Linked DNA regions of Anser cygnoides: region 1 is linked to region 2. The links are chromatin contacts, called in public Hi-C maps. All regions are on one chromosome and are shown on one strand. Each heading gives the region's core, a stretch centred on a gene start, on an enhancer-like site or on the middle of the called end of the contact. The rest is flanking DNA. Distances are from core to core; before and after follow the strand shown.

Region 1 (2,700 bases), core at 50-2,549, 47 kb before region 2:
CCTCTTTTGGATAAGGGGGCTGGAGTCATGCCGTGCTCGGTGGCTGTCGAAGAATTGAGCTGGTAGGAAAGGGTCTGCCTCAGGGCAGCTCTGCTTTGCAGGTGCCAGGAGCTTCCAGTGTCACCGTGCTGGGATTAAATGGGTGTTAGCAAGGTCAGAGGTGAAACAAGCCACTAATATATTTTGAAGGGGAAATGCAAGGCCACCCCAAAATTATGAATTGTTGTAGGTTTGGACCTGGCTCCCCAGAGCTGCTCTGCTGTGTTTGCCAGGGCTCCGCACCCAACAGGCTGCTGGGGGGCACTTGGCCGATTTTTAAAGGCAGCCTTGGGAACCTTGGTGCAGGCTGTCGGAGGAGCTCTGTTCTAATTATGTGCACGCAGCGCATGGCACGGTGTGGGTTTTGAGTAGATGCTTCAAGGTTCTGCAATCCATGTCAGTGTGTTGCTGAAAAATACTTGCTTTAAAGCTTGAAAACATGGAGGGATAAAAGCGGTGTTTGCAGCTGCTGCATGTGCACAGCTTACCAAGATGTGAGATAGAAGAAATAGGAAACAAAACCTGATTTGCGTCAGCAGAGGGAAGTCCCCTGCAAAAAGTTTTGGGCAAGGCCAGTGGAGGCAAGCAGGGTATTTCTGCAAATCAAGGAACCGTTGCCTGCCTGCTTCAAACCAAGGTTAGAAAATCACGAAGCGAGCAGTAAAACCTCTAGAAGGGTGCGGCTTCAGCTGGAGCCTCAGCATCCGCGAGCGCACAGGCGTCGGGGATTTATTCCGGCATCACCCCGGCTCTGCTGGGTCTGGCAGCCGATGTCCTTCCCCCCCTCCTGATCCTTCCAGGAGGTTTTTAGTGTCTCCGTGCAGACAATAAGTGCCCCGGCGTTTTCAGGGTGTCACCCAAAGCAGCTGTGCGCTGCCTCGGATCCCCTCTCCCCCTCCTCCCTCCGAAAGTAGGACATCTAAATTTAGCCTGCTATCAACAGATGAGGCTGGAGAGTTTCCACTGTGGAAACGAATCCCACTCAGAACCTGTCCTCTCGTCTGTGCGGGCTCCGTCCGTGCAAATTCCTTTCCCCGAGCCGTGCCCTCCCCTGCGCTTCGCTTCCCCCCTTCCCCTGCAGCGTTTGTGTCTGTTACGCCGCTGTGTGCTGGCGTGGCCCTGCCAAGCAGGGTACGTGGCTGCTGTTCATGTCTCATGCCCACACGTACCCAGGAGTTTTGCAGGCTGGGAGCAGCTCGGCTGCTGCTGGCAGAAGCATGCAAGAAAGGCTTTCGGGCTGCAAAGGCTGGCTACAACCTCAGAAGGGTGCAGCAGGCTCTCCTTACTCCAGGCAGGTCGCCTCTCTGCAGATGCAGCATTTACAGCTACCGCTCGTCTTCTGCTAAAGAAGCAAGCAGCAGCAGGAAGCTGAACTGTGGAAGTTCAGCTGCTGTCTGCCCCCGGAGCTGCTCCAACCACATCAGCGCCGTCCTTCCATCACAAGGCACGCGGCAGCATGGTAATGAAAAATGCAGGATGCTGGCTGGTATTTTTAACCAGAAACCTCCTCTCTATCTGATGCAGCGTAAGAGCTGAAACAGAGAGAAAATGCACTCCCGGTAAACAGGGTGTTTATCAGTCTTGAAAACGTGAGCGCAGAGGTGGTGGAACTTTTTGGGTAAAAACAGCCACCGCCCTAACGACACCAGGCAGACGCGTTTGAAAATTTCACTTTATTTTTTCTGTCTGTTATAAAAGCAGGGTTTTGTTTTTACATCGCCGTAAGTGTCCAGACTTGGTACATCGTGGTTTTGTTTTCACAGTATCTCTGCAAGACCAAGGACGATTCTTATTGCTGCGCCGCGAACCAGGGCAAGGATGGCCGGGAGGACGCGGCGCTCGGGCAGCCCTCGGAGTGCTGCCGGGGCCAGCCTCGCTCTCTGCTGCACTGGCTGAACGGGTCTAACCCTCCCCACCACTGCTTGGTACCTTGGTTCGCTCTGCTGGGCTCCTGCCCCCGTCTGGGTGTCGGGAGCAGGAAGGTGGGGAGAGCAGGAGCGGTGCTGGGTACCGCAGGTGGGAGCGGTGAGGCTGCTGGCCCCGCTGGGCAGGGGCGGTCTCAGGTGCAGGGTACCCCATGGTGGTGCTCCATCACTCCCCCAGGGCAACCCCAGGCACCCCAGCTTGGCTGCGCAAAGCTGCCCGAGCAGGAGCTCGCTTTACCTCTGCTGACTGCAGCCGCTCGGTGCAGGATGCCCTGGGCCCCCGTTCTAACCAGCCCCACGAGCAGCGGTGTCTGTAGCGCCTGTCACTTCCAGCCACCATTCCTTTTATATTCAAACGATCTGTCCTCGTCAGTTTTGCAATGAAGCAGCATTGGAAAAAAACATCACTTTTAATCACAAAGCATGAAATCTCGAGAGAGGCAGCATCCCTTTTCTGTGCTGCGTCCGGTGGTGTGAATGGAGGTGGGGGGCCACGTTTCAAACTAGGCACGGGATAAAGGCATTCTTTGGGAGGGGAGAAGTCCATGCAAAGCTGACCCCAATGTGAAATTTGAGTTTTATATTTACTACTCAGCTGGGTCTATTCAGTGCAACAGGACAAACTAGCCAGGAGGTTAGCATCGAATTGCATGGATGCATCCAGTTCACCAGGTAAAGGGAGGAGGAACCAGATTTACTTAACGCACTGGGAGAGACTGAGTCCAACACAAAGCTA
Region 2 (2,700 bases), core at 180-2,679:
CTTCCATTCATAGGGAAGGACACACAGTGTGACAGCACAGGACTGGTGACCCATGAATAAGCTAAAGAAGGCAGTTGCAAGAGGCCAGTTCCTCTGTAGAAATTGCCCAGGTGCTTGTTGTGTGTGTGTGTATAATGTGTATTTATGGGAGTGATCCAGTATTCTTTCCTATTTTTTAGAGGCTTTTTTGTCACTGTGGTGGCCCCTGCCAAGATGGTTAGAAACGGGCATAATTTAGAAACTTCAGGGCCACCTTTGAGGCAAAGCAGAGGAATGTATCATATGCAGAGATCCTGAAAATATTAAGTAAGCCCAGATTTTAAGGATTTTTAGTGACTTTTCTCTAATTAAAACCACCCTAAAAATGGCCTGCTTGTCATTTTCAAAAACCGCTGGATGGTTTCTAAAAAAAAAAAATAAATGCATGTATACCTACAGCCTGGCCTTTCACCACAAAATGTAAGCTGTCACACTGCTGAACACCCATGTGTGTTACAGGACAGGAAAGGAAAAATAAAGGGGAAAATATTTTGGCCTTGCATGTGAGGAGACAACTCCCAAGCTACGGAAGATGCCCTGGGTGAGGAACTGCACTTCATGGCAACTACTACAACACTTTTAGTGCAAACTTCTTGCCAGGAATGCTGCTCACATTGTGTTGACCTGTGGCTCTGTTCAAGCCTGTGGGATTCAAGGCTTGCCTCATGAGGCTACTTGTATTTTATGGCTGGGTAAGGTTTTGTTTCAGGATAGAAGTGCTTACTTGCCCTGCTGCATTCACTTCCATCATTGTGAATGGAAAAAAATTAACTGTATTTCTGGAGTGAAATCCTTCCAGGGGGCAGTTCCTCCAGGTTGCCCATAGAATCAGGGAGGCATGCCAGGCTGACTTCACTGCTGTCTGTGAAAGGGAAAGGCTCTGGCTGGACAAAAATCCCCACAACAGCCATTGCCCTGCTGCCCTGCCCTGGTTGGCCTCAACAAGGAGGCAAAAACTTCAGGGAAAGTCTCTTGCAGTTCCCTTGAAGGTATCCCTAGGGTGAGTGGTTTGAGCTCAGGACTGCTGTGGGGGGATGTGGCGGTGCACTTGGGGCTTGTGTGTGGCACGTTGTGGGCAGACTGGGTGGGATGGGGTGCGTTGGGTGACTTTGCTGTCCCCAGCCCCTCTTAATACCCTCGTGAGGGGCTCGCTGTGTGGTGAGGCAGCCAGCCCTGCTGACTCTGCGGGGAAAAAATCCCCCCTCGGGGAAACAATCTCCCCTCAGAGCTGAGCGAGAGCCTGCTCCGGCTGTGTGGAGAGCGGGGCTGGGGGTGGAGAGCTGGGCTGGTGCTGGAGGAAGCCGTCAGGCCGCAGCTCTGCCCCTTTCCTCCTCCTCCTCCTCCTCCTCCTCCTCCATCTTGGGCCGCCCCTCAGTCGCCTGGCCGGCGGGGCTCTGCAGGCGGCGCTGTGCGGAGGGCGGCGGCGCGGCGCCCTCCCGGGCGGGATTGACAGGCCGGGCCGGGGGAGGAGAAGGAGGAGGAGGAGGAGGCGGCAGCGGCAGCGAGAACCCGTATCGCCCCGCCGCCGCCGCGCAATCCGCCGCCATCCGCCGCGCCCCGCGCCCGTCGCCCCTCGGCACCCGGCTCCTCAGGCGCTCCCGGCTCCCCGCCACCCCCACAGGTGGGTATCGGGGGCCGGCGGCGGCGGCCGCGGATATTTGGGGCGGTGAGTGGGGCCGGGGGAGGGCGAGGGAGGAGGAGGAGAAGGAGGGAGGAGGAAGGGGGAGGGAGAGGGAAGGTGGGACGAGGCAGCCCTAAAATGGAGCCGGAGCCAGCGGCTGCGGCACCCCGCGGCCTCCCCGCCGAGGGTGTCCCCACAACAAATGGGGGTGTGGGGGCTCCCTCCCGCTGTTTGGGGCTGCTTTGGCCGCCGGTGTTTATTGTGTGTGGCCCCCCCCCGGGGTGCTGGGGGCGTCTGGGGCCGATGCGGGCCTGGCCGCCGCCCCCCCCCCCCTCCCCGTTCCCCCATTCCCCCCTGCGAGGGCCGCGCTGAGGCCTGGGGGAGACTTGGGGTGGATTTGGGGGTTTTTGGGGCTCCCCCCTGGGCCGGGCCCCCCCTCACCCTCACACACACACCCCCCCCCCGGGGGCTGGGGGCGGCCTCGCAGCCCGCCGCGCAGGCAGCTTGTTTTTCCTCCTCGCCTCGAGTGTGACACAAAGATATTTTTGTCGCGCCGTGCGCCTCGCAGCAAAAACAAGGGGGATGGCACGGCGAAGGCTGCCTCGTTTTGTTGTCGTGAGGGAGCCCACAAAAGGGTTCCTGAGGCCGAGCGATGAAAAATGCAGGCCGGGTCCCCCCCCCGTCCATGAGAGGGGAAAAGGGGGGGGCTCACCCTGCAGCTGGGGGAAAGGAGGATGCAGTCGGGGTGTTTTGGCGCTCGGCGAGCTCGCTAGGTAGGTTTGGAAAGGTGTTTTTGCTTCGAGAAGGAGTTTTACAGCTCGGGGTGGGTGGGAGGGCGTCTGTTGCAACGCAGGGGGACCCTAACGGGGGTCCTGGGTGCAGGTGCTGGGCTCGGAGGGGAGGGTTTGCTCAGGGTGCTGGGTAGCAGCTAGCAGGGTTTTTTGTTTTTTTTTTTGTTAAGGTGACTACAGGCAACCCCCTCGTCTGGGAAATCAGAGCTGACCAGGTTTGAATGAGCTGGGAGTTTGGGGTTTTGTTAG

Evidence for each region. Hi-C and Micro-C count contacts between places; a contact is called where the count stands out from the background.
Region 1: a Hi-C map of liver shows a contact between it and region 2, with 2.4 times the contacts expected there. The contact joins the enhancer-like site here to the promoter of PRRC2B in region 2. A contact is called at or near these places in 2 of 7 Hi-C or Micro-C datasets (both in liver).

What each region holds. Positions count from the first base shown.
Region 1 is chr20:5,380,355-5,383,054 of Taihu_goose_T2T_genome, reverse strand. FAM78A (family with sequence similarity 78 member A) reads right to left here. Exons shown (of 2, transcript XM_013193990.3): 2 at 2,356-2,700. Among named protein-coding and RNA genes, the nearest start is that of FAM78A, 13 kb to the right of the region's middle. Within about 2 kb of position 1,299, at least 1 of the 3 cell types and tissues checked has open chromatin away from gene starts, as enhancers often do. A contact at or near this core is called in liver, where this site is marked.
Region 2 is chr20:5,333,235-5,335,934 of Taihu_goose_T2T_genome, reverse strand. PRRC2B (proline rich coiled-coil 2B) reads left to right here and starts at 1,429. Exons shown (of 31, transcript XM_066980795.1): 1 at 1,429-1,660.